Linked DNA regions of Mus musculus: all the other regions are linked to region 1. The links are chromatin contacts, called in public ChIA-PET and Hi-C maps. All regions are on one chromosome and are shown on one strand. The core of a region is the stretch at or near the end of the contact, and the rest is flanking DNA. Distances in the headings are between cores, read along the strand shown.

What was found. A called contact is a pair of places that touch in the nucleus more often than the background predicts. ChIA-PET counts read pairs in DNA pulled down with a chosen protein or histone mark.
Region 2: a Hi-C map of B cells shows a contact between it and region 1, with 11 read pairs. The contact joins the promoter of Setd7 here to the enhancer-like site in region 1. A contact is called at or near these places in 2 of 39 promoter capture datasets (both in liver), 2 of 484 Hi-C or Micro-C datasets (B cells and embryonic stem cells), 2 of 115 datasets of contacts at active chromatin or transcription factors (memory CD8 T cells and pancreatic cancer cells) and 1 of 9 other capture datasets (liver).
Region 3: a contact with region 1 is called in an RNA polymerase II ChIA-PET map of memory CD8 T cells, with 15 read pairs. The contact joins two enhancer-like sites. A contact is called at or near these places in 2 of 115 datasets of contacts at active chromatin or transcription factors (memory CD8 T cells and pancreatic cancer cells).
Region 4: a contact with region 1 is called in an RNA polymerase II ChIA-PET map of memory CD8 T cells, with 201 read pairs. The contact joins two enhancer-like sites. A contact is called at or near these places in 2 of 15 datasets of contacts at CTCF or cohesin (large pre-B cells and pro-B cells), 4 of 484 Hi-C or Micro-C datasets (CD4 T cells, bone marrow-derived macrophages, embryonic stem cells and 1 more), 4 of 115 datasets of contacts at active chromatin or transcription factors (T-cell acute lymphoblastic leukemia, embryonic stem cells, large pre-B cells and 1 more) and 1 of 9 other capture datasets (embryonic stem cells).

What each region holds. Positions count from the first base shown.
Region 1 is chr3:52,393,254-52,400,106 of GRCm38.p6, reverse strand. No RefSeq gene overlaps it. Among named protein-coding and RNA genes, the nearest start is that of Gm38537, 70 kb to the left of the region's middle. Within about 2 kb of position 3,571, at least 70 of the 459 cell types and tissues checked have an H3K27ac peak or open chromatin away from gene starts, as enhancers often do. A contact at or near this core is called in B cells, memory CD8 T cells and pro-B cells, where this site is marked.
Region 2 is chr3:51,558,345-51,565,197 of GRCm38.p6, reverse strand. It overlaps Setd7 (SET domain containing (lysine methyltransferase) 7), which reads left to right and starts at 4,375. Exons shown (of 8, transcript NM_080793.5): 1 at 4,375-4,680. The coding sequence starts at 4,641. It overlaps 5031434O11Rik (RIKEN cDNA 5031434O11 gene), which reads right to left and starts at 5,213. Exons shown (of 5, transcript NR_160686.1): 1 at 4,990-5,213; 2 at 4,309-4,449; 3 at 1,309-1,467; 4 at 487-622.
Region 3 is chr3:51,741,628-51,748,480 of GRCm38.p6, reverse strand. All of the region lies in intron 2 of Maml3 (mastermind like transcriptional coactivator 3), which reads left to right. Among named protein-coding and RNA genes, the nearest start is that of Gm46803, 37 kb to the right of the region's middle. Within about 2 kb of position 4,065, at least 103 of the 459 cell types and tissues checked have an H3K27ac peak or open chromatin away from gene starts, as enhancers often do. A contact at or near this core is called in memory CD8 T cells, where this site is marked.
Region 4 is chr3:52,921,557-52,928,409 of GRCm38.p6, reverse strand. Gm20750 (predicted gene, 20750) reads left to right here and starts at 744. Exons shown (of 5, transcript NR_040555.1): 1 at 744-787; 2 at 3,716-3,819. Within about 2 kb of position 4,304, at least 29 of the 459 cell types and tissues checked have an H3K27ac peak or open chromatin away from gene starts, as enhancers often do. A contact at or near this core is called in pro-B cells, where this site is marked.

The sequences.
Region 1 (6,853 bases), core at 2,322-4,821:
GCCGAGGAAGGGCTGAGGGGACAGAAGACCAAGCAACTGACTTCTCTTAGGAGGCTTCCCAGAGGGCTTCCTGGAAGAGGTGGCTCTTGTGTTTGTTACTGAATGAAGGGTCGGATTTCCATAGCTAGGGAAGGCAGGTAGAGGGGAAAACAGAAGCCCAAACCGACAGTAATAAGAACAAACCCATGGCTAGATTATAGGGTGAGAGGCTTGGGGGAGGGGGGGGGCGAGCATCCCAGCCAGTTTCAAGATGTTGAAAATGAGGACGAGGACAATTCTGAGGGAGAGAAGAGCATTCCTAATTCTGTCTGTACGTTAACTCAGGCCACACTGCAGAGACAGGCAGTGTTTGGAATCCTCTAGAAGACCTGACTGAGTGAGAGAAGAAGCTGAAGCACGGAGTCTGAGCCAGTGGTATGAGGGTAGGGAAAAGGTGACCCAGGTTATAGATCAGACAGGCTGGGCACCGGAAGTAAAACTATGCACCTGTGACAACAAAAAACAAACAGAACTGGCATGGGGAGTAAGGAGGGTGTTGTTGAATTTGGTGAATTTGGGGGAAGAAACAAGTTTGAGCTACAAACTCAGTTCTGGAGAGCGGCTAATGAATTAAGTAACCAGCTGATGCTGTCAAAGCTAAGACCAATTGCTAGTGACCCAGGTTGCTGCCTACGGGACTCTGCCTAGATTGGTGGTTGCAGCAGTCATTAGGTGAGTCCTCAGACACTGGAGTATGTCATGTTAACAACACAAGGGCTTCACTCTGTTTTGCATCAGCACCTCCAGACTGACAACGGTTGACGTTACCCAGTAACAAAAAGTCAAAGTCAAAAAGTCCTTTTGTAAGGGTCAATGGTTCACTGGAGAAGGATACTCCGGACTCAAATAGTATGTAAATGCAAAGAGTGTTTTATTCTGCAGAAGTCCAGCATGCTGGGGGCCTCCCATTACTGAGATAGAGAGACAACCAAATGAGCTCGCAGGCCTGATTTAAAGCACATTAGGGGATTCAGGGTATGTAACCTATATCTTGCTGCATCTCTAGGGACAATCCATTGCCAGGGCTTGGGGGCTGGAAACTGTCGCTGTGGAAGTAACTGAGGAGGTCTGAAAATGGCTGCTGACCCATTGTCCTTGCCTCAGGCCAGGTGGCATGGCAGCTTCTGAGGTGTGAACTTGCCCAGTTCTTGGAAATAGAGATTTAGGCCTTGTCTCCTGAACTGCCAATTTGAAACCTGTCATGGCATCAGTCTAGCCTGCTCACTTTAACTTAACTTCTTTCTCATTAATTAACTAGAGATAGTCCTTTTGGTAAATAGTCTCTAATTGATGTTAATTCCCAGCTGCCAGCAGAAAGGTCAGTGAGATTAGCCTGGGTGGGGAGTGGGGGGGTGGGGGGGGAGAGCAGAGCATATGGAGAAATGAAGAGGGAAGGGGTGAGGGGCGTGGATGGCCGGAGCAGAGGCTAAATGGTGTAGCTGCGGAGGTGGTTATAGGAAAAATGTTAAGATGAACACAGAGGCACCCTGGGCTGGCCTTCCCCCTCCAACAGGGAGAACACCGACCCTTGGGGTTTAGAGTTTGGCCTAATAGTTCACTCTCAGGTAAGGGTCACGCACTCCTCCTCAGGTTGTCTGGCTATAACCTTTGACCCCCACAACCTGTCTGACCTACACAATCATTTCAAAATGGGCTGATGCTTGCTAAAGCATCCCATGAAGAACAACATAGGCATGGGCTGAAACTCGGGAGGGAGCATGTACTAACAGCACCTAAGAGGCCTCCCGCCCATCAACTGTCTGCAAGGATGAAGAAGCTATGAGACATCAGAAAGCCCACAGGCCTAGTTGTGTACAGCAGCTGTTTAATGCACGGTAGTACATTTATCTGCCACCAAATCTGTGGCAGGTAAGCACACAGAGCTGTGAGCAGCCACTGTGCAGGGGATCCTTGTCACACGCAAGCAGCCCTGTCCTTCGAGAAGGCTGGAGCTCTCTTCGGCCCAGAGGAGACTAATCTCGCTTCTCTTCCTCTACAGAGGAGCACAAAGCAAAGGCCTTGCCCCAGCCCCACAGCTTGGCAAGAGAGAAAATAAAGAAGACCTTTTCTCTTCAAAGCTCTGGTGTCTTTGAACTTTTCGAAGAGCTTTTGGATGGCTGTTGTGCATTTTCAGGCAAGTAGTGGAGGGGAAGACAGTGTTTTGAATATGAAAGTGTACTGACTGGGCTCCTACCAGGGGTCACACTCACACTCTTGGGTCCCATGGGGTCCTCAGTTGTGAGAAGGCAGACAGAAGACACATAAGGAAACAGAAGCATAGTGGATGGTGGCAGGTGTCCTAAAAAACAAAACTGAGAAGGATAGGAGCTGGAGGAAATGTCTTGCAAGGTAGGACAAGGACCATAGAGTGGGAGCAAACTCGACTTAGCCACGGAAGGCAGAGAGGTCAGCCAGGTTGAAGGTTTGGGTGATAACAGGGAGGAGTGATATGCATACTTTTTAATGCGCAGCCATAAGACCAGTGGATTGCCTGGGATTGGCGCTGTAGACTTAAATTTAGGGTAAACAGGAACTATGCCCCCAGACAAGGTGAAAGGCCACCTGGGCCTGGCAGTCCCCAGCTGAACAAGCAGCTGACTGTGACAGTCAATCTGTCAAGTGGGTGGGCCTTCAGGCAGGAGGCTGAGAAGTAGGGTGGGACCCGAAACATAAATTAGAGGCAGAAACTCCCATGAAGAACTGAGAGGGGCCCGCTGTTTCTTGCTGCAGTATCTGGGTTGCCTCGCTTGCAAAGGTCCTCGGCCACCCACACCCTCTCCAGCCTGAGACCTGAAACAGACAAGCTGGGAGCCCCTCCACAGGCTCCCCATACAAATTCGTAGAGAAACAGAGCCCAGCAACGGCTCAGCTTCTACTTATCCTCCCAGCTAGCGTCTGTAGGACTCTTTCCTGTCCCTGGTACTGGACCAGATCCATGTCCTGGAGAGCAGACTGTGAGCACCTGTGGATAGAAGACAGGATAGGCCGAGTGCCCAGCTCAGGAGCTCAGCTCTACCTAATGCATGGAGTTCAATCCCCCACTGCATGGACTGTGTGGTGGTTCATACCTGTAATCCTAGCACCTTGGAGATGGAGGCAGGAAGGTCAAGTTCAAGACCATCCTTGACTTGATAGCAATCCTTGCATCCTTGATAGCAAGTTCAAGGCTAGCCTGGAACATGTGAGACCCTGTCTTAAAAATAATAATAATGTAAAAGAAGGGTATGTTTGCCGGGGGGCGGGGGGAACAGGCAGGATGTGGCCAAGGTTCAAGCTCCCAGATGTTGCTGTTGTGTGGAGATGACCCTCCACGAAGACAAATCGTTTAGGCAAGAACAACGTAAAAGTAGGTTTTGTGTCAGGTGTAACCGGCTGCGGCCTAGGCAGCTACTCCCAGACAAGGAGCCTTTCAGCTCAGTTCTGTGCTTTGTGCCAACAGCAAGCATGTCTGACGAGTAGGCCCCAGGGTCCTACCCTGCCCCCAGCCTTGGGCTCTACCTCAGAGGGAACCACAGAGCTGGAGAAGCAGCGGAAGCGTCTCTGTACTAAGTACAGTTATTATAAGGCGTGGCCCCCCAGCTAGACACCACCTTCTCTATTATTTTGACAGCGTGACTTCCTGTGATATTACCAAGTGACTCTTGTCCTGTCAGTAACACAGGCTCACACCTGGGTTTCTTCTCTTCTCAGCCATACACATGACATTTAAAGCATCATCAAAAAGGGTCTTGAGGTTTGGGAGGAGTGGTGGCTAAAGGCTCTGAAAATATCACTTCCTGTCTCAGCAGCGACGCAGGTGCATGCAGCAGCCCAGATACTCCTGACAGGAGCTCAAGGGACTTTAAGGCCAGCCGGCCCCCAGTGAGCCTTCTGAGGGCTGTCAAATGGGCTCCAGACCTGCCCCAAACCATGAGCCGCCGTTTCCAATCCTGTGCTCTGTCTGCCCTTTAGTTCCATGGGTCCTTGCGCAGATTGCTTGCTCCAGCTGCCTCCCAGATGAGCAGCTGGCACAGGGATCCCAGAGCGTGGCCCAGCATCCATCCAGCTCCCTGGTGTTGAAGTGTGGACTTACACCGTCCTCAGGCTGAATCCGAAGACCTTTGTGGAACGTTCAGTGAAACCAGGCATCTTCCCCACAGCTGGGAAGACTCTTACCTTGCCTTCCCCCTAGAGCTCTCTTCGGTAGCCTAGCTTCCCTGGAAGTTGCTGGATCTGTGCTGGGAAAGATGGGATTTATGAGCATGAAAGCAGAACAGAACTCACATGTTCTGTAACGCTCAATATCTTCGACATTGTTCGTGGCGCGTGCTCTTCCGCAGAGACCACACAGGGACCCATGGGAATGGCTGGGGTAGGCTAAAAAGGCACAGGGAGTGCGCTGGCTAGATTTATGTCAACTTGACATAAACTATAGTCAACTGAGGAGAGGAGGGAACCTCAACTAAGAAAATACCTCCATAAGATCAGGCTGTGGGCAAGTCCATAGAGCATTTTCTTAATTAGTGATTGAATGGGGAGGGCCCAGCCTATTGCAGGTGGTACCATCCCTGGGCTGGTGGCCCTGGGTTCCATAAGAAAGCAGGCTGAGCAAGCCATGGGGAGCAAGCCGGTCGGCAGCAGCCTACCATGGCTTCTGCATCAGCTTCATGCCCTATTTGAGTTTTTGCCTTGACTTCCTTCAATGGAGCAGACACCTAATAAGCCATTTTCTTCCCGACTTGTTTTTGGTCACGGTGTTTCATCACAGCAATAGTAACCCTACCTAAGACAGGGAGAGGCTCCTAACTAGCCCTCCGTGCTTGGAAAGGGAAAGGGGAAGACAAGTTCCCAGGGCAACTAAGAATTGAACTGATTTAAAAATTTAATAATAGTTAGGCAGTTTGGCATTGTAGATAGGGGCAGCAGGAATTGCCAAGATCCAGCCCCAGAGGCAAGGGCATGATGATAAGGCCAGGTCACAGTACACATGGGGCAGTGAGGAGTTTTAATCAGAGGAGCACAGGTAAAGCTAAGCCAATTTCCTAAGGATCAGGGACAACAACTCAGAGGGCATGGGGTAGGCCTATACTGGATCCCTGCTTATAGCAATGATTTAATTCCAGAAGAGATACAGAATGGTCTAAGTCTCTATTCTCTCATCTGTTAAGATGGGCCCAGTGATGGCCACCTGGGTCCCTAGGGTTTCGCAAACGAATAAACGTCAAGTGGTGAGCGAGCGTCATAAGCAGAGAGGTTGGATCTCAGTTTGTGCTTTTGGAATCATTAGCCCAGCGGTATCTGGAAAGAGGGCTGGAAGGATGGCAGGTGACAGGGACGAATCTGGCCCCAGGAGTGCACACACAGATGCACTCACTTTCCCATGGATGGAGAAGAGACGTCAGACTGTTTGACACTCATTCACTGACCCACCAAAAGGAGAGAGACCGCACGGGAAGTGAGCCCTGCCCCAGCTCATACCTTGCAGGGCTCAAGGGCCATGAACCCGTCGCTTCATGCTGCATGTTTAAGTGTTTGCCCTCTGCGTGGACACTATATCTCATAACACCAGTAGTGACTAATCCGGCTCTGTCCTCCGTGCTTTAACTGTCCAACTTGTTTGTTCCCCCTAAGGTAGATATTAGCACTGTCCCCTTTTTAATGGATGGAGAAGCTAGATGCTAAGCCATCAGAGAACTTAGCCCAAGTTCACCCAACTAGAAAACTGGTAGGAGTTCCGGGAAGCTTGTAGTCCAAAAGAGCAGCCCCCATAACTAAAGGACCAGACTAGTGGTTCTCAACCTTCCTAATGCTGAGACCTTTTAATATAGTTGCAGTGCCCCACCCCCGACAATACACGTATTTTGTTTATGCTTCATAACTGTAATTTTGCTGCTGTTATGAATTATGATGTAGATATCTAATATGTGGGATATCTGATAATATGCGGGATATCTGATATGAGACCCCTATAGGGGTTGCAACCCTCAGGTTGAGGATCACTGGACTAGAGAGTTCCCCAGAAGATCTGGCTCTCATATGGCCAGGGTTGCCCTGGAAGAAGCATGGCTGTCATGTTAAGGCCCTTGGGGAAGGTAGGTTCAGAGAAAGGGGCCCCTCTGCGCAAGGGAGACACAAACCAGCACCTCTTTCCCATGGATAACAGCTTGGCTATCTAAGATGGAGAATCTTCCTTTCCCCATGGAGATGGTACAGCTACTTAGGAAGGACAGGGCTTTTGCTGTGAGAAATACAAGCTCAGAGCCAGAGGGGAGGAGTCCAAAACTGAACCTGTCGACCCTGAATGGAGTATAGTAAAGAGATCTCAGGGCTTGACAGTAATGAGGAGTCTTCAAAAGCTGGACCCCCAGCCCCCTGGCCCCTTTCTGCTCCTAGCCCCTTGACGTAAGTGTCATTCATATTCTAAGGGGCTCACCAATGCCAAAGTCCAGAAGTTCTGGGCATAAATCCAGAGGTTACTCTTCCAGTTTGTCAGTTGCCGGTCGGTCTCCGGTTCTAGGACAACTTTGTCGGGGAGAAGAACGTGTGCTCAGATCTAGGCAAGATTTCACTGAGGAGGTGGGTGGCCGCCGTGAAAATGCCATCCTGACTCAGCCCAATGTGGGAAAGCAAAGAAAAACAAAGGATTAAACAGCAGCTGGCCTGAGGACAGTCTTTCCAGGGCCTGCTGTACTGTGCTTCCGGTCCGAGAGAGGAAGAGGTTTCCAGCTGGAATGAACGCCACCAGCTGCCCGGGTCTCCCCTCCCTAGAAAAACTTTTTCTGATAGCTACTGAGTGGGGAGGAGACGCTAGACCAGCAGAGGTTCACAACTTGTG
Region 2 (6,853 bases), core at 3,126-5,625, 840 kb after region 1:
ACCTCCTGGGGTCAACCCTTGGAAGTTCCTAAACTCCCAGGAGCTTGGAGACCTGTTCTGGGTGTTGAGAACCGTGCGTCTCCTAACCCTGATCTGCTGGGTGGGAATAGTTCTTTACTAACAACCACAAGTGAACCCACATTGGCTTAGTTGCCCCAGTGTGCCCTGCACGCACATCTGCTCTCTGACAAGTTTGTTTACCCAGGACATAGGAAGCACCTCAGATGCGGGAAGGTTTTAGACATGTATTTCCTGTAAAAGTGACATCATGTTTGCAAGGAGATGAACCTTGTGAACCACGGGTGGGAAAATGACCTCAAGTAGCTGAGTATTTCAATTTTACAATATCACTGGAGAAAGAACTTGTGTTCCCCACACTGAGTGTGGAGAGATGGGCCACAGGTGAGGACAACAGAAGCTAAACCACAGATGCTTAGCCCAGTCTCTCCATGTACTGGGGTCATGGCTCAGCAGGAGTATACTCACTAGGAGCTGGGAGTCCGGAGTAGTGGCTCAGTGATGAATTCCTGTCTGACTGGATCACTGAGGGACGGAGGGCGTGCTCAGCCAGTAGAGGCATTCCTGAATCATCAAGGGGCTAGGAGTAGTGGCGGCCTCAGCCCTGCAATAATTAACTAATTAAAATAAAGTTACAAGTAAAACCCCACAAGCAGCACACTATATATCGTGCAAGGGAGTCTCAACCAGGGCTCCACTGTGCTATCGCGTGTGCGCCCCGCTATACTGGGGTCTGTGCGTTAGGACCAGCCAGCTGCTGTTGTTGCTGCATACTGTCTCTGACCAAGAGCTTTATTGATTTCTAGCTCATAACCGCATTAGTCGGAAGCCACGTGGAGAGTTTGTAAAACAAGCTCTCAGAGAAGAGCATGGTAGGAAAGAACGTGATGGGTCCCACGTGGGGCCAGCGGAACAGTGCAAAAGATGCCATTGGCACTTGGGCTGAAACAAAGCATTTGGCCAAATCACAGAAGAGGATCAAGTCTGGGAGAAAAAAAAAAAAAAAAAAAAACAAAACTCAGCCCTGTTTACAGGAAACAGAAAAGTCCTTTCTGCAACAAAAATAATTTTATAGTTGGGGAGGGGGTATTAAAGGCTCGCAGTTGAGGGGAGTTGAGAACCACTGTTTTAGGGGATCCAGCTAACATTTTCCCTAAACTTGTGGTCTAGAGTCACAAGAGGAAGTCAAGCACCGAGATGGACCGTCCTAACGGCTGCCTTCCTGATGGAAAGAGCTGGCGAGTTCCTTCCTGGCCGTGCAACAATACCAGAAGGGCCCTGGTTCCTCACCCAGATCCTTCTAGGCACATTCGAGATCCATTTCTGTAGAGGCAGGGAATGGGCGCCGGTTCCAAACACTCTCAAAGCAGCACATGGAAAGGCTCTTGACACAGGTAGGCTGCTCCTAACACCGGGGCTAACCGCACTCCTCCAAGAGGACATTCTCCTCTGAACCCAAAGACAGAGAGAGGTAAGACACTTGTGGCAGGCCCTTCCCCTCCCTCAGCACACACGTGTACCCTCCCACCGTGAGCCTGGGTCTGTGTCCTGAGGGGGCGTTTCCTGCCCTGACATTACCTTCTTTCAGTAAAGAAATAAATTTATTTTTGCTTCTTCCTTCGGTTTTCATCGTTTTTATTGTCTAGTAACTGAAGGAGATGAGCATCTGCTATTCTTCGTCATGTGAGCACCAGCATCATGCGTAAGGAAAGCAGGGATACATAAGAATTAAAGGTAAGGGGAGAGCTCATACAGCTCAAAGCCAGAAGGGATGAAGCACGGTAAATGCCTTTTCAGAAACTCTGAATAAGGACCGGGGAGATTCGTCAACTCCCGAGTCCATGGTTTCAAAACAACACAGCAACAAAAGACAAGTGTGGAGGTGTATGATTGCAACCTAACCACCGGGAAGACAGAAACAGGTGGGTATCTGAGGCCTACCCTACTCCATGAGTTCTAGGCAAGTGAGAGACTCTGTCTAGCACACACTCACAGACATGTGCACACACACACTCAGTACAATCCTGTTTCTGTATTCATGTTTTCAAGTGATGTTATGTGGGCTGCAGATGTCTCAGAAGACCCACATTTGGTTCCCAGCACCCACATTCAAGGGCTTACCACTGCCTGTAGCTCCAACTCCAGGGTTCCAATGCACTCTGGCCTCCTTTGGTATACACACACACACACACACACACACACACACACAGCATGCAGCCGTATACACATGCATGAGTGTACACACACACATAAATCAAATCAAATCGTTTTTTAAAAAAGATTAAATTATAATCTGAAGGTATCCTTTCATATTTCCCTGCAGGTGTAGATTTCTGTGGAGCCTAACAAAGGTCCCTGGTACCTGTCCTGGAAGACCCTTAAGGAGATCAATCCCAAGACAGACTTCAGAGGGGTATGGAAGATTTCAGGACAGCGTAGCCTGAGCCAGTGTGTACAGTGGTGTAGCCTAGGCTAAAGGGTCAAAGAGTAAACCAGCCTAAACCACAGAAGTCCCTCCCCATATGGCCTGAGTATCTAATGCCCAGAAGAGGAACCCATACTGCCAGAGTGGCCACCCTGGTGCACTTTGCAGGTGAAGGAGACTGGACCCTAAGCCTTCTAACTCCACATCCACAACCTTCCTCTTTCGAACGCAGTCAGAATGGAGCTAACATTTCTGATGGTATTTGGGGTTAGTGTCTCCATAATTTTTCTCTTAAGTGGTTTTCCCTTTGAGACAGTATTTCTCTATGTAGCCCTGGCTGACCAGGAACTCACTCTATACACCAAACAGGCTGGCCTTGAACTCGGAGATCTACCTGCCTCTGCCTCCCTAGTGCAGCGATTAATACCACCATGCCCTGTTTCTTTTACTTTTTTTTTTTTTCTGGCTGACATATATCAGCCAGTGGGGGTGCAGCTCATTTGGTGGAGAGCTTGCTTTTCTAGCATGGAAAAGTCTGGATTGTATCTCCAGTACTATAAATTCAGCATGCTGCCAAGGTTTGTAATTACGGGGCTGTGAAGATAGAGGCGGGATGATTAGCTCAAAATCGTCTTCCTGTATACAGTGAGTTAGAGGTGAGAGACCGGGCTACAGGAGATCCTGCCTTAAATAAAAAAGAAAAAGAAAATGAAAAAAAAAAGGCATTTAAGAAATTAAGGAGGGGGGGGACTCTCTCAGGCTTTGGAAGTGACTTGAAATCCTGCCTCATTTATTGTTCAGAAAACGAAAAGGAACAACTTTCTTTGGTTCCTGCCCCATCCTTCCCACCCGCCACGATGACTGTTCTTGGCAGAAGGCCAGACCAGCACCGGGTAATTCCACAGTACATTGGGTACATGCGCATGCATTTAACCCGCTATTTAAAGAGATCCTTTGCTGCCACCTGTAAGAGGACATAATGACACTCTTTAAGTGGCTGGGCTGGGAAGGGAGTTTTCTTCCCTCAAAGATGCCTGAGTCTGTGAAGTGGTTGGCACTTGGAGAAACTAAAGAAACATCTAGGGACATCACAAATACAGGACCGGAGGCGAGAGAAGGAGGAGCGCTAGACACAGGGTCCTGGCTCCGGCTCTCCGCTTGGTGGCTCCATCTTCAAGACAAGGAGAAGGAATCGGCCAAAGCTCGGGTGCGGCCTGATTACCAGCCTGCTGCCATTTGGGTTTGCTGAATTCCTGGATCTCTCTAGGGGCCTGGAGATGCGAAAGAAGATGGAGACTGGGGACTCCTGGGTAGGACGTTCAGTCGGGAGGAATCCAGGACGCAGGACGCCCCCTGGAGTCGAGGGAACTGGCTTGTGGAGGCAGCGCTGGGCAGTGGAAGGGGGACGGGGCACCTGCGCTCCTGGGCCCGCCGCACTTTGCAACTCTGGGCAGTAGCGAGCCGAGTGAAGTGGGGCTCGAGGGCAAGAGGAAGTAGAAGCTCAGGAACCAAAGGCTTCCTTAGTTCCGAGTGCGCTCCAGCTGTCCAGGAGTGAGATAGTGGTAGGAACACCCAGCATGACGCACTTCCAAGTCCCTGGTGGCACATCGTGGGGTATCAGGTGCTCTGAGCCCCTCACCCACCCCAGGCGGGTACCCTCGAGGCCCCCGGCGCTAGCGAACAGCCGGCGGCGACCTGGACCGCGTGGCTGGCGAACAGTGAACCAAGCCAAAAGGTAAACGCCGCCTGGTCTGCCCACTGCCTGGTCTTAAGAGGCGGCGCAGCTCCGGAGCACCTTGGGTTCTAAGGATCCTCACTTCTGGGAAAGGACAGGGAACTGTCAATCAACGAGGGAGGGAGCGCACCGGCGCCGGGTGATGTCAGCGGATCAGCTGCTCCATAACAAAGAGGGGGTATCACAGGAGAAAGTTGCAGTGGCGGCAGCACCCCAGAGCCTCCGGGACCGGGGACGAGAGGAGAGGGGGCGGCGGCTGCGGCTGCCGCGGCTGGCGGAGGAATTGAAAGGACTGTAGGGGGAGGCAGCGCGAGCCGCCCCGACTGCTCCTCCTCTTCCTCCCCCTCCTCCCCCTCCTCCAAACTCGCAGGGCTTAGCTCCAGCGCTCGCTCAGCCACCAGGAGCACCCAGAGGGACGGGAGCCGGCCGCACGGCCCCGGGCTGGGTAGGGTCTCAGCCGCCATGGATAGCGACGATGAGGTGGTGGAGGAAGCCGTGGAAGGTACAAGCTTTTCTCCAGGACTCTGGGGTGGGGACAGGCGCCTGGGGCGGAAAGCGCCAAAAGAGTGGCGGTCTGCGACGCGCGCCGGGCCGAGCCGAAGGCCGCCGCGGTCCCTAAGCGGATGGCGGGTCGCTCGGCTCAGGCGGGGGCTGCACTGCCTACGCCACGCCGCCGGGAGCGTGCGGGGCGCGGCGGGGCAGGGGCGGGGAATGGGGCCCCGCGGGGTCCGCCGCCCTGGGAAAGCTGGGCCCCTGCATCCCGCCTGGCCTCGGCAGCATCCTCCCTGGGAGTTGCGACGCTGCCTAGCACCTTGGCCTTAGTCCTTGCGGGGATGGAGGATGGGAGGGCAGTCCCTTGAGGCCCGCGATCTCCGCGGGGCAGCGTTGTTTCAGCCACCTCGACTTCCCCTCTCCGACCGCCTGCCCTTTTCCTGACTGAGTCGCTGCGTCCCATGGCCACCAGGGCCGGGTCTAGGTGGGTCTCCCATCGCAACGCACCCGGCCGCACACCAGGCACATGGCGGCCCTGGCCGCTCCTCCGGGGTAAAAAAAAAAAAAAAAAAAAAAAAAAAAAAAAAGATGAAATCATGGCTAGGTAGAGCACGCCGCTCCCCACCAGGCTACCCTGCCCCTGGGCGAACTCAGCCACCCGCCCTTCCCCCTCCCGGCTTCCCAGCGAGGTGCAGGCGCGCCGTGCGGACGCTCCAGCCGGGACCCAAATTGCTGGGTGACACTTAACTTTCTGAATTCCGAGCTGTCGGCTGCCGGTGATATCACCGCCTGGGTGTCAGGTTTCTCCGCCCCCTCTTGCGCACCCCTCCCCCGACTCCCGTCGCCACCGTGTTTTGCTGAGTTTCTCCGCCTCTTTTTTTTTTTTTTTTTTCTTTTTTGCCCCCCTACTTATAAAACGTCCGTGGCGACGTTATACAATCTCGTTGTTTGTGGCTTGAGAGGTTATGATTTTGTAACAACGAACACTGGAAAACACTCTTAAGCGTATTTATTATTTATCTTATTCTATCCCAGATAGTGTTCCCGTGATGTTTTTGCAAGATTGCGTAGTGTTGTTCCAGAATTTGTTAAACACAGCAACTGACTAATTTTAAGTCGGTGGTTGAATCTGGTTTTGATCTCATTTGTATAAACAGGTCTGACAAACGATAAAGAAAAAGTGGCTGTGCTTAACAAATGCATATGGATATGTACTTGTTAGTGCTACGTGGGGAGAAATCTCTTTGGTGTGTCCATAAATACAACTTTTGCAGACTGCTGAAGGCTTAGGGTGAGATGAAGCAGAATAATTTTTTGAATTTCCGGAAAGGCATCCATTCTAATTTACTTTGTAAAATGTATTTCTTCATTTTAGTTTTTGTTTTGTTTGTTTGTTTTTTTTTTAACAACTTTTAAGTACATAGTTTTGCTTGTAACTTTTGGAGAGACTAAAATGCGGATCCACAGAGCTTACATTTCTCTAAATAAACCCAGTGTTGGGATTAATGAGGCCCAGCTAGCATTGTTTGAGCCAATCATAGGAAGCCTTCTTTAACTTCCAAAGTTATTGACTTCTTGTAAATTTCTGCTATGACAGAAAAAGTGTTCTTAACAAAGTGCCACTGTCGCTCTCATTCTTCCTGGGGTTTTTTTGCCCTAAACAGTATTTTTTAGGTTTGTTTGTGTTGTTGTTGATGATGGTGATTTTTTTATTCTTTAATGTCATGCGCAGTGGTGTTTCTGTTTGCATGTATGTCAGCGTGAGGATGTCATATTCCCTGGAACTGATGTTACAGACAGTTGTGAGCTTCCATGTGGGTACTGGGAATTCTTCCCAGGTTTTATGGAAGAGCAGCCGGGGCTCTTAACCACTCAGCCATCTCTCCAGCCCCTCCTCCTGTTCTTTTACTTGCAATTTTTAAAAACAAACCCTTAAGCACAGATAGTGCCCCCAGCCCAAGCCACCTTCTCCAGGGCTGATGTTTAGAAAATGTGCTCTGTTGTTTATGATCCTAGCACTGGCATGTGAACAAAAACCAGGCCCGTGGCATACACACCTGCAGGTGGAGGCGGAGGCAGGAGCATCAGGAGGTCAAGGTCACCCTCGGCTGCATAGCAAGTCCAAACCCAGCCTGAACTATAAGACCCTGTCTCAAAATGATAAGAAATGTTTAAAGTATATT
Region 3 (6,853 bases), core at 2,816-5,315, 650 kb after region 1:
ATTTGGCAGAACCCTCTAAAGAAGCCTATCCAACAGACAATTAAGACCTAATGCATCTATTTCTTTGTCCTCATGAACTGAAGTTGTCATTATGTCTAGTTGGTTAAAAAGAAAAAAAAATTCGTGGGATTATTCCAGAAAATGTCTTTTGAAACTGAGTTGACTAATTGTGTTAGTCAGCTTCGCATTACTATGACAAAATACCTGATGCATTCAACTTATAAAGAGAAAAGGTTTGCTTTTCCTCACAGTTCTAGAGATTTCTGTCTAAGCCAAGATCTGGTAACTGACTAGCTGGCCTTCTTTCTGTTTAGCTTTCCTTTCTTCCCCTTCCTTCATTATTTCTGTCCCCCCTTTTTTCCTTCCTCATTCTATGCGGTCTTTGGACTCAAACCCAGGGCCTTGCACATGGGAGACAAACAGTCTGCCACTAGGCTATATCCTGAGCCTTGCATTCCCACTGTGGGTGGCTCCAGGAAGGACAGCATATCACCACAGTGAGTGCACAAGGCAGAATCAACTACATACTTAATGAGCCTGTTAAGTTCCCAAATCCCCAATAACCTCAGGGTCTCCCAGTATCCCTCAAGTACTAAAGTCTCCATCACCTTGTGGATCAATCCCCCAAAACACACAGACCATTAGAGGACATTCATCCAAATGACAGCCCTGTAGGTTTGAGGGTTAAAAACAGTGATCTGACCTTAATTCACCATTTTCTGTTTCCCTTCCACTTCTCAACGCATTTCCCCGGTGTTCTTGCTCTATGAGGAAGTTCTCCGTGGCCTCTTCCCTCTCATCCACCAGCCTGTTTCAGCTTTGTTGACTGTATTGATTACTTTTGTCATCAATATGACAAAATAACCTAACAGAAGCGGCCTAAAGGAGAAGAGGGTCATTGTGAATTGCAGTCCCAGGGTAGGGAAGACACAGCAGCTAGAAATGCGTGGCCTGTGGTGGCGGGAACTTGTGGCATGACTTGTTTCACATCTCGGAATATCAAGAATCAGAGAGGAGAAGAAGAAGCTGGGCCAAGCTGTAATCCCTAAGTCCATGGCTTCCTGGTAGCCTATGTCCATTGTCAGCTAGGCCTATGTCCCTCTGAAACAAGGACAATCACCGGAGGCTAAGGCTCAAATGCAAGAGCCTGTGGAGTATATTCCACATTCAACAGATAACATGTACCAAGCTGGCGATCATATTCTCAGCCCATTAAAAGAGACAGGGAGCCTCCTACACAGTAGAAAATGTCACCAAGTGATTTCTGTCCTACAGTATACTCTTCATTCTGGTCAGTCACCTTGTCTTGAAGGTGTCAAGAGATTTTGCCCAGTTTTCATCTAGAGGCAGTGTCACCGTGAATGGAATAGCTGGTGTCAAAACAAGTGCCCTGTGTCCCATGTTCCAGCCGGGAAGTAGGCTTAGTTTGTGGTCAGTGGCCTGAAAGTAAAGCCACACTTCAATGCACTGTGTGAAGCCGGAGTCTCGCTGCTTCGTCCCCCATTTGCCTACCTAGGAAATTAGGGCAATAATTAATCCTGCCTAATGCAGGAGAACAAATGGGGCCAGTGGAGAGAAAAAGAGCCATGATGGGTGTGCAGTGCAGATGATGTGCAGAAAATCGCTCTGGGACCATTGAAAGGAAGCGCCTGCCGTAAAACCAGTCCAGCCACAGCACCGGGATTTTGAGGCTCGCCAAAATTAAACTGTATGAAGTTTACCAAATGTAACAGTATGACCCTGCCTTTCAAAATGTACGGCTCCCCTGTTTTGTGTCTGTTGGTCAGCAGATAGACTCTCCTGCTCATGTGCTTCCGCTAAAAGATCAGCAACCAGGCTGTGCCTCTCGAAACTGCGATCCCAGCCCAAATAGGAAAAGGTGGTTACATTGTTACACGTCACAGAATGTTTCTGGGGTTGCCTCGGCAACTGCCCCTCATAATTTGTTTTTACTATTGAGGTGTAACATCTTGAGGGTCGTTAAGTAAATGAAGAATTTAAAAACTAGATTGGAGGTGCATATCTTTAATCCCTTTAGAAGATGAGGCAGCCTTCTTAGAAGTGGGAACAAAACACCCTTGGAAGGAGTTACAGAGACAAAGTTTGGAGCTGAGATGAAAGGATGGACCATGTAGAGACTGCCATATCCAGGGATCCATCCCATAATCAGCTTCCAAACGCTGACACCATTGCATACACTAGCAAGATTTTGCTGAAAGGACCCAGATATAGCTGTCTCTTGTGAGACTATCCTGGGGCCTAGCAAACACAGAAGTGGATGCTCACAGTCAGCTATTGGATGGATCACAGGGCCCCCAATGGAGGAACTAGAGAAAGCACCCAAGGAACTAAAGGGAACTGCAACCCTGTAGGTGGAACAACAATATGAACTAACCAGTACCCCAGAGCTCTTGATTCTAGCTGCATATGTATTAAAAGATGGCCTAGTCGGCCATCTTTTAATACATCACTTTTTTAATACATCACTGGAAAGAGAGACTTGCAAACTTTATATGCCCCAGTACAGGGGAACGCCAGGGCCAAAAAGTGGGAGTGGGTGGATAGGGGAGTGGGGGGTGGGTATGGGGGACTTTTGGGATAGCATTGGAAATGTAAATGAGGAAAATACCTAATAAAAATTTTTTAAAAAAAGAAGATGAGGCAGGAGGATCACAAGTTGACACTAGGCTGGGCTACATAGCAAGACCTTGTCCCAAAAGTGAAAAAAAGAAAAAACAAAAAAAACAAAAAAAAAAAAACAGGAATTCGTAGTACCTGTCACAAGCAGCATCCAGAGAGCGATGCACTTGGGACTCCAGCCAGTTCATTGGCTGGAATGACAGTTTGGAAGACTGAGCATCCTAAAAGGGTAAAGCAAAGACTTTGATGGCTATCCTGAGCAGGGGAAGGTTATCACAGCCTCTGTAGTTCTTGGTCCTCAAAACACCTGCGTAGTCACATACAGATGATAAAAAACAAGTTTGTTACAACTGCGCGTAGCAGTGGGAGGGGCTCATACAAGGTAAACACCCTCTGGTCTCTTGTTGCTGGGTTGAAGACACACATGGCTCAATGTTTCTAAAGGGAAATACAAGGTGGACACTTTGTCTCGGGTTTCAGGGTGTTTGCACCACAGCCCGGGTGGCAATATTTGTGTTTCCCTGCGGTCTAGGAAGATACCGGATGCTAGAGACTGGCCACATTCTAGCAGAGTCAGTTAGCACTTTTACCACAAAGGTTATCGTGACCTCAGAATCAGGGGACAAAGAAGGGCTTCTTGGTACCAGTTTGGTTTTCTGAATTGCAGTTGTCTGTTAGAACATTCTGGGAAGTGAGGACTGATGTGTTGTCATATAGCCCAACACAGAAGTCATTAGCCGCATATAGCTAAGAACACTTGGAAAGTGGCTGCAGTAGCAGCTTTTTTTTTTTTTAAGACCAAAGAGAAAATTTCAATTATATGTATACATGGGGGTGGGTATGGGCATCCCATAGGTGTCTGGGGAGGCCAGAAGTGTTAGCTAGCTCCCCTGGAGCCAGAGCTGTAGGACATTTGGGGGTCACTAGGCATGGGTGCTGCGAACCAACTGCAGGTCCCCCAACCAAGCATTATATGTTTTTAGCCACTGAGACTTCTCTCCAGCCCTTGGGTTTTTAAGATTAAATGATTAACTTAGTGGACAGCGGGGCTCGGATTTTTGTTCCCTCTTGAGAAACAGGATAGGCAAAATGGCTGCACTTGAGGCGATGCAGAGACGCTAAGAATGTACAGAGCCCAGGAGCTGGCAGAAAGCAGCACTCACACAAACAGCAGATGACTTGTGCCCTCCAAGATAAGGAAGATGGATCTGTGACAGACAGGCTTCCTTTTCCTGTCACCTCCCCGCCTCCACACACTCTAACTGCTGCAAGTGGAGAACTGGGTCTACACAGTCAAGCCTGGTTACCGTCAAGCTCAATTTACCATGACTTTTATTTTCCAATAAGCAATCTGGCCAGCTGTGGCTAGAAATGAAATCACCAAAGTGCCAGCCCCCTCCTCCCCCCACTCTGGTTATTGATTTATAAAGAACCTCTTCCATGTTCCAGGCTGTCATCATCACCAACAGTCACATGTAATGCCAGCAAATCCCATGGCATGGACAGAGTCCACAATTTATTTCTTTCAACAGGCAATAAATATTACCTTGTATTCCTAGATTTAAAATAAGTTTATTGCTTTTTTTTAGAAACAATCTTAAATGTAAAAGAGAGATTTAAAAACAACAGCTAACATTGTGACCACTAACTAGGGTTTTAAGAGCAAAGATCACAAATTAATTTTTTAATGAAATTTCTGAATGTACAAACATTGTTTTCGATTTCGTTGGCAGCTCTAGTAAGACCATTCTAAGAAGTCTATATGTCAGGAAAGCATCAATGTTTATAGAACCCTCAAAGACTGCCCTTGAGCTCTGTACAGAAATTAGGGTCCAGAATGACTCAGAAGACTCTGGCCATGCTGGAAAGGTCTTGGCTGACTGACTGGGGCCTTGGTAAACTGTTGCATGCAGAATGTCTATTCCTATCTTGATTCAAAGTAGGCTCTCTACCGCCAAAATCAGGACTGCTCACAGCCTTTCTAAGAAACTAGAACTACAAGGGCCTTTTAAATGTCCCGGGGAGGGCAGGGTGTAAGACAAGGAAAGGTGTCCCAGCTTCAGGAAGAGTGAGACGCAGCCTAGCCTCTTGGGTCCTTTATGAAGAAGGACAATGGGAGCCGCAGTTTATCCTGATGGGTAGGTAATACACTTGGAGGCCTTTTTTGTTTTGTTTTGTTTGTTTGTCCTGCAGCTGTGTATTAGTCACATTGTTGTTGCTGTGACAAAACACCACAGCCAAAAGCAACTTCTGGCAGAGGGATGAGGGTCTAGCATGGCGGGGAGCATGGCAGCCAGCAGCGTGCATGGCAACCGGATGAGGAAGCCGAGATCGCATATGCAAACACATCGTATGGCAAGCAGAAAGCGGGGTGAACAAACTGGAGCAGTCTGGCGGCCACTCCCGTGACATGCTTCCTGCAGCAAAATCCCAATGGTGCGGCCAGCGGGGACCAAGGATTCACATGCATAAGCTAACGGAGAGCATTCCCCATGGAGATCACCACAGGCGGGTAGCCAGGTGTCCTGTGCGCGTTACATAGCTATGTCTACAGCATGATACACAGTCTGTGCTATTTCATCTTTTCCTCTCTAATGTGAGGAAAAGAAGGTTTCGTGAGGCCAAGGAACCTGCCTGTCATGTATAGCAATGTGAAATTGAGTTGAGCCTCTAATGTGTCAGATCTCTACAAAACTGGAGCTTTGGAAGACTAAGCTGTTGGCCAAGACTCAAGTTTCTTCCTTTTTGGGGTAATGAGGTTGGGGTTATAATTTAATTACAGTATTTCTCCCTTCCCTTTCCTCCCTCTAGACCCACCCATAAGCCTCCCCTCTCTGCTTCAAATCCATGTCCCCTTTTTCACTAATCGCTAATGCATGCATATATGGATATATATATATTCTCTAAATATAACACGTTTGGTCTGTATAACGCTGCCTGTGTGTATATTTTCAGCGCTGACCATTTGCCACTGTGGCTGGTCTGCTCTTCCTTTGAGAAGGCCACCTCTCCCACGCCCAGCTTCCCTCGTTTGCCTGTGTAGTTCTGTGGGTAGGAGTGAGGCCTCGTGGGCTTTTCTCCATCCTGTTTGGGCATGTCCATCGGTGTCATGCTTGTTCAGCAGATGCTTCTGACATCACTGGGAGACAAATCTCACAGCAAGCTCCCTGATCCTCTGGCTCTGGCCATCTTTCTGCCTTATCTTCCGCACCGTTCCTTGAGCCTTGGGCCCACCCCAGCTTCTATCTGAAACCACGGTGGAGGATAAGATGCTCACTGCCAAGGTGGATAGACCTACAGTGGTCTCTCAGGAGTGATCAAGCAAGAACCAAAAGTTTCATGTTGACATACTAAGCCAGGATCCCTATCAGTCTGCCTGTCGTTTGTATAGTCCTGCCATTCCAGAGTCTTCCATCCATCTGACTGAAGGCTCTCACTGTTGTTCTTGTTAGTGCCACCTGCCCAGTACACCAGTTGAGGGGTACCCCTCTAAAACCTTCCTGCATCCAAACCTTTCCCCATCATCCTTAATCTTTACCTTCCAAAATAAGCCATCTGACCTGAATATGCTGCACAAAGCCCCTTAGGAAAGGAAAGGGTTTATGCCCGCCTACAACTCCAGATCACAGCCATCCTTGAGGGAAGTACTCCATCAAGAGCTAGCGGGCAGGCCTGCTTGCTGTTCCACACAGCACCACATCCACCGAGGAACTCACTTCCCAACCCAGAAGTGCTTACTGCAGGAGCCAGAGGACGCTGCCCGCTAGCAGCATGGTCTATACGCCTTCTTACATGGAGCCGGAGCTGCCCGCAGTGGGCGCTAGCCTTTCTGTGTCAGTGAACAATCAAGACAGCTGCACACATACACTCTGCTCTAGGAATTCCTGCGCAGTGGCTGTCCTCCAGATGACTCTAGGCTTCGTCAAGGTGACAGTTAAAGCTAATCAGGACAGATGCCTAATAAAACTCTAGCACTGGTTACACCCTGCCTTTTGCTCTTTTCAGGCTGTCCCTTTTCACACAGACCCCGCCTGTCTGATCCCTACCCTGTGTTCTCTTTCCCCTTGCTGCTGTGTGTACCCATCCAGGGCCATTCTGTTCCATTTGCGTGGGGGTGGGGTGGGGGTGTCACAGTCTTTCAGTTTTCAAGTGTCTGCTCTGAGTGTCACCTGCATCCTTTCTCTGTAGGAGGCACCCAAAGAGGAGTGGAGGA
Region 4 (6,853 bases), core at 3,055-5,554, 530 kb before region 1:
GAAGGTCATAGCTCTTGGGCAGTCGCTGCCTCCTTTTGTATTTGAATCATGAATCAGTTGAGTTAGTTAGGGAACGTGGTTTCTAAACAAGGCCTAGGTCCCCTGAAATAGGAAAAATATGCATTGCTCATAATGCTTGCAGAAAGCTCTGACGAAAAGTGTACAATGTTTTAGAACTTGTCCCCTCCCTGGGGACAAGCTGTAGAAAGCACAGAGAGAGCTGGGTAAAGCTGGACTCCACACCCCTATACCACCTGTATCACTACAGAATTCTGTGAGCACTGTTAAGAAAAATGTAGACATAAGTATCTATTGTGCTTATCCGATTAGTTTTCCCCCTTCAAAGTGATCTATTTCTTTCTGGGTGTCTTCTCTACCTGTTGCTCTGAGAGTTCAAGGTGGTGAAAGAGAAGCTCCTCCCAGAAGATTTAAAACATTGTCTTTTATGAAATTTAATTTTTTGTGATTAAATACAATTCAGAATAAAGGTAGCGCCATGAGTTGTTTTTCTGATGTTTGCCAAGGCCGGAGCTGAAGAAAGCTGAGAGGGGCTCGCGCACCATGAGCGCTGAAAGGATGTGGGCTAAGGGATTCCGTGTTTAGACAGATGGCTCCGTGCAGTATGTTCAGCCAGAGAAAGCAAGCATCCGCCTGGAGCCCTAGGTCACGGGGGATCAAGAGGAGACTTGTGTGCCAACCGTGTGAGGTCACGAGGAGAGCCGTCAGAAGACAGAATCTCAGTCATCTTGGACCAGAGTGTCAGCAGGGAAGGAGAGTGGTTTCCGCCGTAAGTTGGATAAATGGCTTCTTTTTCTGAATGACAAGTATTTATGAGAATGAAGTCATGTTTCGAAGGTGTCAGAATGTGAAGCAGTTGTGACAGATGAGTGGGAGGAAGCTGTGAGGGGTGTTTATCCACGCACTTCCTCTCTATCTCCTGACCAGTATGTGTTTCTTAGTCTAGACCTGGTTGACTGACTAGGCTGTGTTCAAGTGTGTCAAAGAATGTCACAATTGCTCAGTGCTGCCTGGCACAGGATCGGAAAGAGAAATGCCAGTGTTGGTGCTCCCTAGTGTAGAATTAATTCCCCCTGAGCCCACTTTCTTCATCTTGAAAACAATGCCGGCCAGAGTTATGTGAGTTATTCTAAGCGTCAGGTGTATGCGGTGAGAGTATTGTTTCGGGGTTAGCGCTGGGAACATTACATTCACTTGCTCAGACCATTCTTGGAATTCGAGTCAATGAAAGCATTCAGCTTTCTCCATTATCCATCCCAACATTCACTGTGCATTGGTATCTGGGATTATATTATTATGTTTCATTTACATAATGCCTGCTATCTGAGACAGTCTTACGGATTAGGGGCTTTTGTTACGTGACGTTTTATAGTTGAGCCTCAAACACAGACACTGCTCACGGAAAAGGAAAAAGTACACTTGAAAACGTCTCGCAGGCGTGTGATTCTGTGGACAGATCTAGTTTTTAATATGGAAGACAAGATGTAGAATCAAGTAGCCAATACCCATATTTTAAGCAGCTGCCCCCAGAGCAGAAAGAAAAGAAAAGAAAACCTGAAAAATGCCCCACAGTCAGGGGTTGGAAGACTCTGTAAGACATCCTCTAGCTTCTCAGCCACGCCTGCCATCCTCCGGGCCCCCAGGGACCACTGCCAGTCTTGTTTTGTTGCTTTGTTCTTCGCTGCTCACATGAAGCTGGCTCTCAGCCTCCACAGATGATCCTTTGAGGGTGGGTCCAAGTTCTGTGGGGACTGACACTTAGAAATTAGGGACTTCCTTTTAAAGAAAATAGATTTTTCAAGGCCTCTCAATTTTTTTCACATTTTCCATAAGCCTAGATATAGATCACAATACGAAAACCTTCACTGGAGTTCTGGAAGGAATTTGCAAAACACCAGTAATGTCAATTACACCATTTTCTTGTTTTTAGCAGTCAGCGTTTTGTTTGTTTGTTTGTTTGGTTTTAGATTTATTTATTTATTTCATGTATGTGGGTACACTGTTGCTGTCTTCAGACACACCAGAAGAGGGTATCGGATCCCATTACAGATGGTTGTGAGCCACCATGTGGTTGCTAGTAATTGAACTCAGGACCTCTGGTAGAGCAGTCAGTGCTCTTAACTGCTGAGCCAGCTCTCTAGCACTAGTGGTCAGTGGTTACAACTCACTTTTAATCATGTTGGAGGTATGAAGGCAGCTCCAGTCTGTGTGTGACCTCAGGGCAGATAGAGAGGCAGTAAAGCCTTGGCTTCATCTATCCCATGCTATGGGGATAAGAATCCAAATCCCAAAAACATATGAGTGGGTAAATGTTTAAAGTTTGCTTACAAAACAATATGCACTCAGCTGTGGAACAGACCCCTGTAGATGAGTGCGATTACAATCGTAATAGAAAGTAGTTTCTCTCTCTCTCTCTCTCTCTCTCTCTCTCTCTCTCTCTCTCTCTCCCTCCCTCCCTCCCCCCACCCTCCCCCTCTCTCCCTTCCTTCCTTCCTTCCTTCCTTCCTTCCTTGCTTTCTTTCAGATTTATTTATCTATTATACACTGTAGCTGTCTTCAGATGATCAAAGTCTCCGTCTCTGGAAAGGGTAAAAGGTTCCACTTCGGTCCCTCCGGTCCACTCTTCCTTCCCCTTCTCCTCCCTCCTGCTTCTTCACTCCCCTAGTCACTCTTTTTTACTTTTCTTTTTTCAGACTTCCTTCCCCCAAGTCCCCCAATTCAGCTTTCTTCCCATTTTTCCTGCTTTCTACCACTTTCTTTTCATTTTCCTTCTGACATATATTAAAATTTCCAAAATATCCCAGTGATAGTGTTGACCACAGAAGACAGATCCATTATATCTGTAAATCCCATTCTTACAATAGTTACAACTTTTATTATTTATTTTTATTTTATATGTATGTTTGTCTATATGTCTGTGTGCAGTACCCAGAAAGACCAGAAGAGGGAGCCGGTGCCCTGGGACTAGACAGCTCAGATGCTTCGGAGCTGCTATGTGGATGCTGGAAACCTATCCCGGATCAGCAAATGGCTGAGCATCTGTCCAAGTCCTGTTGTTTTAACAATTTGTAAAGACTACTAGGCAAATTTGTATTTATTGTGACTTCATAAAAGGACTCCATGGCCAAGGAATGACTCAAGAAGAAACAGTATAACTGAAAATCAGGTAGTAGCTAAAGTCCCAAGGCACAGACACTAAGTGTGGACATGCTGAATAATACCCAGACTCCCACACCAGGCCGCGGTTACTAAAGCACACAGAGGAGGTACAAACTCTGTTTTCAATTTTCTTCTGGAAAGTTACCGTGTTTTGGTTTTTCTCAAACTGGGTATACAAATAGGCTCTCCAGCTTTGAGACTTTTTTTTCCCTCCCATTAAAAGTCATCTTCCCATCATGGAAACTTAGAAACGTTGTTTTGCTACAAAATTTTAAACCTGAAATACTTCAAGTCTCAGGAAACTGCCTAATAGGCACCCAGAGAGTCCTGTCAATCAAACCCAGCAGATTTGTTGTATTGTCTCTGGTCTCTAATCCTGTTAAAAGAGTTGAATGGTTTATATAAATAGTTAGGGCCCTGCTGTAGACTCCCTTGCTGTTTTTCCTCCTTACTGCAGAATTCAAGGCCTTGTTGAATTCATTTTGTGGCTTCATGGTTGTTTTCTGTGGTTGCAATTATTGTACCCTTCTTTCACTAGAAACAAATGGATAAGATGTCCGACTACTGGCCTGTTTCAGATGCAAATGTGAAGAGTATCCCAGGTTACAGAGCGAATGCTCAGAAAAGAGATTCACGACAAAGGTAATTAATCAACCACGGTTACACTCCAAAAAGATTTCCTACATACAAAGTTTCTAGTTCTTTAATATGTGGTGGAAGATGGGGGGATGGGTTTCACCGGTCTGATTCTTCTAATTCTGACACAATTTCTCTCTCTCTCTCTCTCTCTCTCTCTCTCTCTCTCTCTCTCTCTCTCTCTCTCTGCAATATTATTCATGGGCAGCAGTGGTGTGTGTGTGTGTGTAGGGGGTGGTGCTGTATGCACCAGGGTGCTTTTGGAGACTACAACTTTCAGGAACCTGTAGGTCCTGAGGGTTGATCCTGAATTGTCAGGCTTGGATGCAGGTGGCTTTACCAGCTGAGTCATCTTGCTGGCCCCATGATGTTTTTGTTAAATCACAGAATCAATGGGAACTGGGAATGAGAGCTCTGGCTCCCCAGATGTGGCTACTTGTAGAACCCAGCAGCCCCAGGTCTCTTGTAAGCATTGGAAGCTGTGAAAGAAAGACTTTCTTTATTCTGAGAGGGAACAGAAACTAATGCTAAAGAACAGAAGACAAAATGGGGAACTTCGCTGTTGAAGACGGAAATAATATCTACTTATTACTTCAATAAGATTATATACTGCATATATCACCCAAACAGAAAGAGAAACTAAAAGCTATAAATACATATTGATGCAGTTTTAGACTCTTGAGTATTAGTGGTCTTTCAGTTTTTAACAAATGTCCTAGTGGCCATGGGCTTTAGAACGGTGAATTAAAATAAGATAAAAGTGTGATCTCAAAATTGAGATGACATCACCCATGAATAAATTTCCTAGTTATTTCACCTTTGCTGCCTTGTTTCCTAGCGTGGGTAGCCTTTAAGATGCTACTCTAGGATGCGTCAGCATGCATCTGGCAGGTGGTTGCAAGCATGACCCACCTGGGAAGAGGGAACCTCAACACGGAATTGCCCCCATCAGATTGGCCTATGGACTGTCTGAGCGGGTGTGGTTTGTGATTTCTCATTAATGTAGGAGGGTCTAGACCACTGTGGGTTGTCCCGTGCAGTATAAAACACACGGGACGCAAGCCACCATGCAGAGCTCCTCCATGCTGCCTCGCTTCCTCTCCCGGGTTCCTTTCTTGAGTTCCCTCCCTGGTTTCCCTTGACGATGGGATAACTATGGGCCAAATAAACCCCTTGATCCCCCAAGTTGTTTTTGGTGAGTTTCATCCCAGCAATGGTAAAACTAACTAGGACAACACGTACACTGTGAGTGCATAGTTACTTTTTTTTTTTAAGATTTTTTAAATTTTTATTTATTTTATGTATATGAGTACACCATTGCTCTCTTCAAACACACAAGAAGAGGACATCAGACCCCATTGCAGATGTTTGTGAGCCACCATGTGGTTGCTGGGAATTGAACTCAGGACCTCTAGAAGAGCAGTCAGTGCTCTCAAGTGCTGAGCCATCTCTCCAGCCCCAGAGTTACTTTCTTTCTTTATTATTTATTGATTTTGCTAGGACTCTGCCAGGAAGAGTTTGTTTGAAACATAGTAACTCAAGATCTGATTGAAGAATTTTATTCTCCCTAATAGGATACCAAGTTATACTGGTAACGATTTGCCTCTTAAGAATTATAGTCTGTGACTCATTTTTTTAAATCTAGAACGGGGCCGAAAGTCAGATTATGTGCATCTAGCATAGATCTGCTTCTGAGCTTCATAGCTGAAATAAGGTAGACCAGGTTAAAGTTGAGAATTGTTTTAAAGACACACGCACAGGCAATGTTCTCAGAAACTCCCACTCAGACTTGCCCTTTAACAGGTTGTTATACATGACAACAAGGAGCACTACCGGGCTTTGTATGTATTGGTTGCCCAAAGGACAGAGGTATAAAGTGAGCTGTTACCGTAACAACAGTTAATAGGTCAGAGTCTCACGCGTACACTTGGCTTTGCCTCTGTTGATTTATTACACCAATCCCATTTCTTGGATATTGCCATTCACATTCTACTGACGAGAAAGTTGAGGATTGGAGAGATTAAGCAATTTTCCCAGGAGCAACCAGCTAGTGAAAAGTCTGAACTCGAATCGACTCCCGTTTCCTGAGTTCAGAGCTTGTACATCAAACCATCACATGTTTTGGGGCTATTGGCTATGGAAGCACTCTCTTGAGTGCTTCATTTCTGTGAGACAAAATATGCTGACAAAGTAATTTAGTGTGTGGGGGGGGAGCGTTTGTTTTAGCTAACAATTCCAGGAATACTTAATGTTCAGAAATGCAAATACCTTTTATTGAGGTTGTTACAATGAGAGGCATTTTTATTTGAACACTTACTCAAGTTGAAACATCACAAACGCAGCGTTAGATCATTGAGGGAAAGGGACCCCCAAGTCAGTTACAAGATGGGACTGTAATACAAGCGTTTTAAAATTAAAACATTAGTATTTGAGGATTTGTGATTAAGAGTCTGTTTAGAGCATCCCCCCAAACAATGGACAGGTAGGCATTAAAAGCTTCACTTTAGGCAATGGGTTTTTATCTTCTCTTCTTCATTGCTCCACTGTTAGACCAATGTTTACATTGTAGATAGATTTGCTTAGGAATTTAATCAGTTGATACACCTAAAACACTTGATCAGGACTCTCCATAGACTTAGCGTCCAGTGCTATCTCTTAATATTACTACTGTAAGCAACGATGACAGAAAGACCTCTCATATTCTTCTTTCCAGTTTTAAGCCCCCAAGCCTTAACTTAGAATATATCTTTACTTCCAGTTAGGATATTAGGTCTAAAACACTTAATCTCATGTTTCTATTAGGAGGGTGTGATTGTGTCAGCGAGGAGACTCATAATTTAAGAACAGTTTCAGTGAGAAAGTTAATTGACTGCCTTCTGGCTAGTGGAACTTGTCTCGAATTCTTACACTTTGGAATGAGTTAACTCCACTCTTAGAGCCCCAGACCCCAGCTGCATTACTTAGGAAAGGATCTGATGGAGATCAAGGCTAAGAGATAGTGAGGGACATCTGGGTTCTTTCCAGCTTCTGGCTATTATAA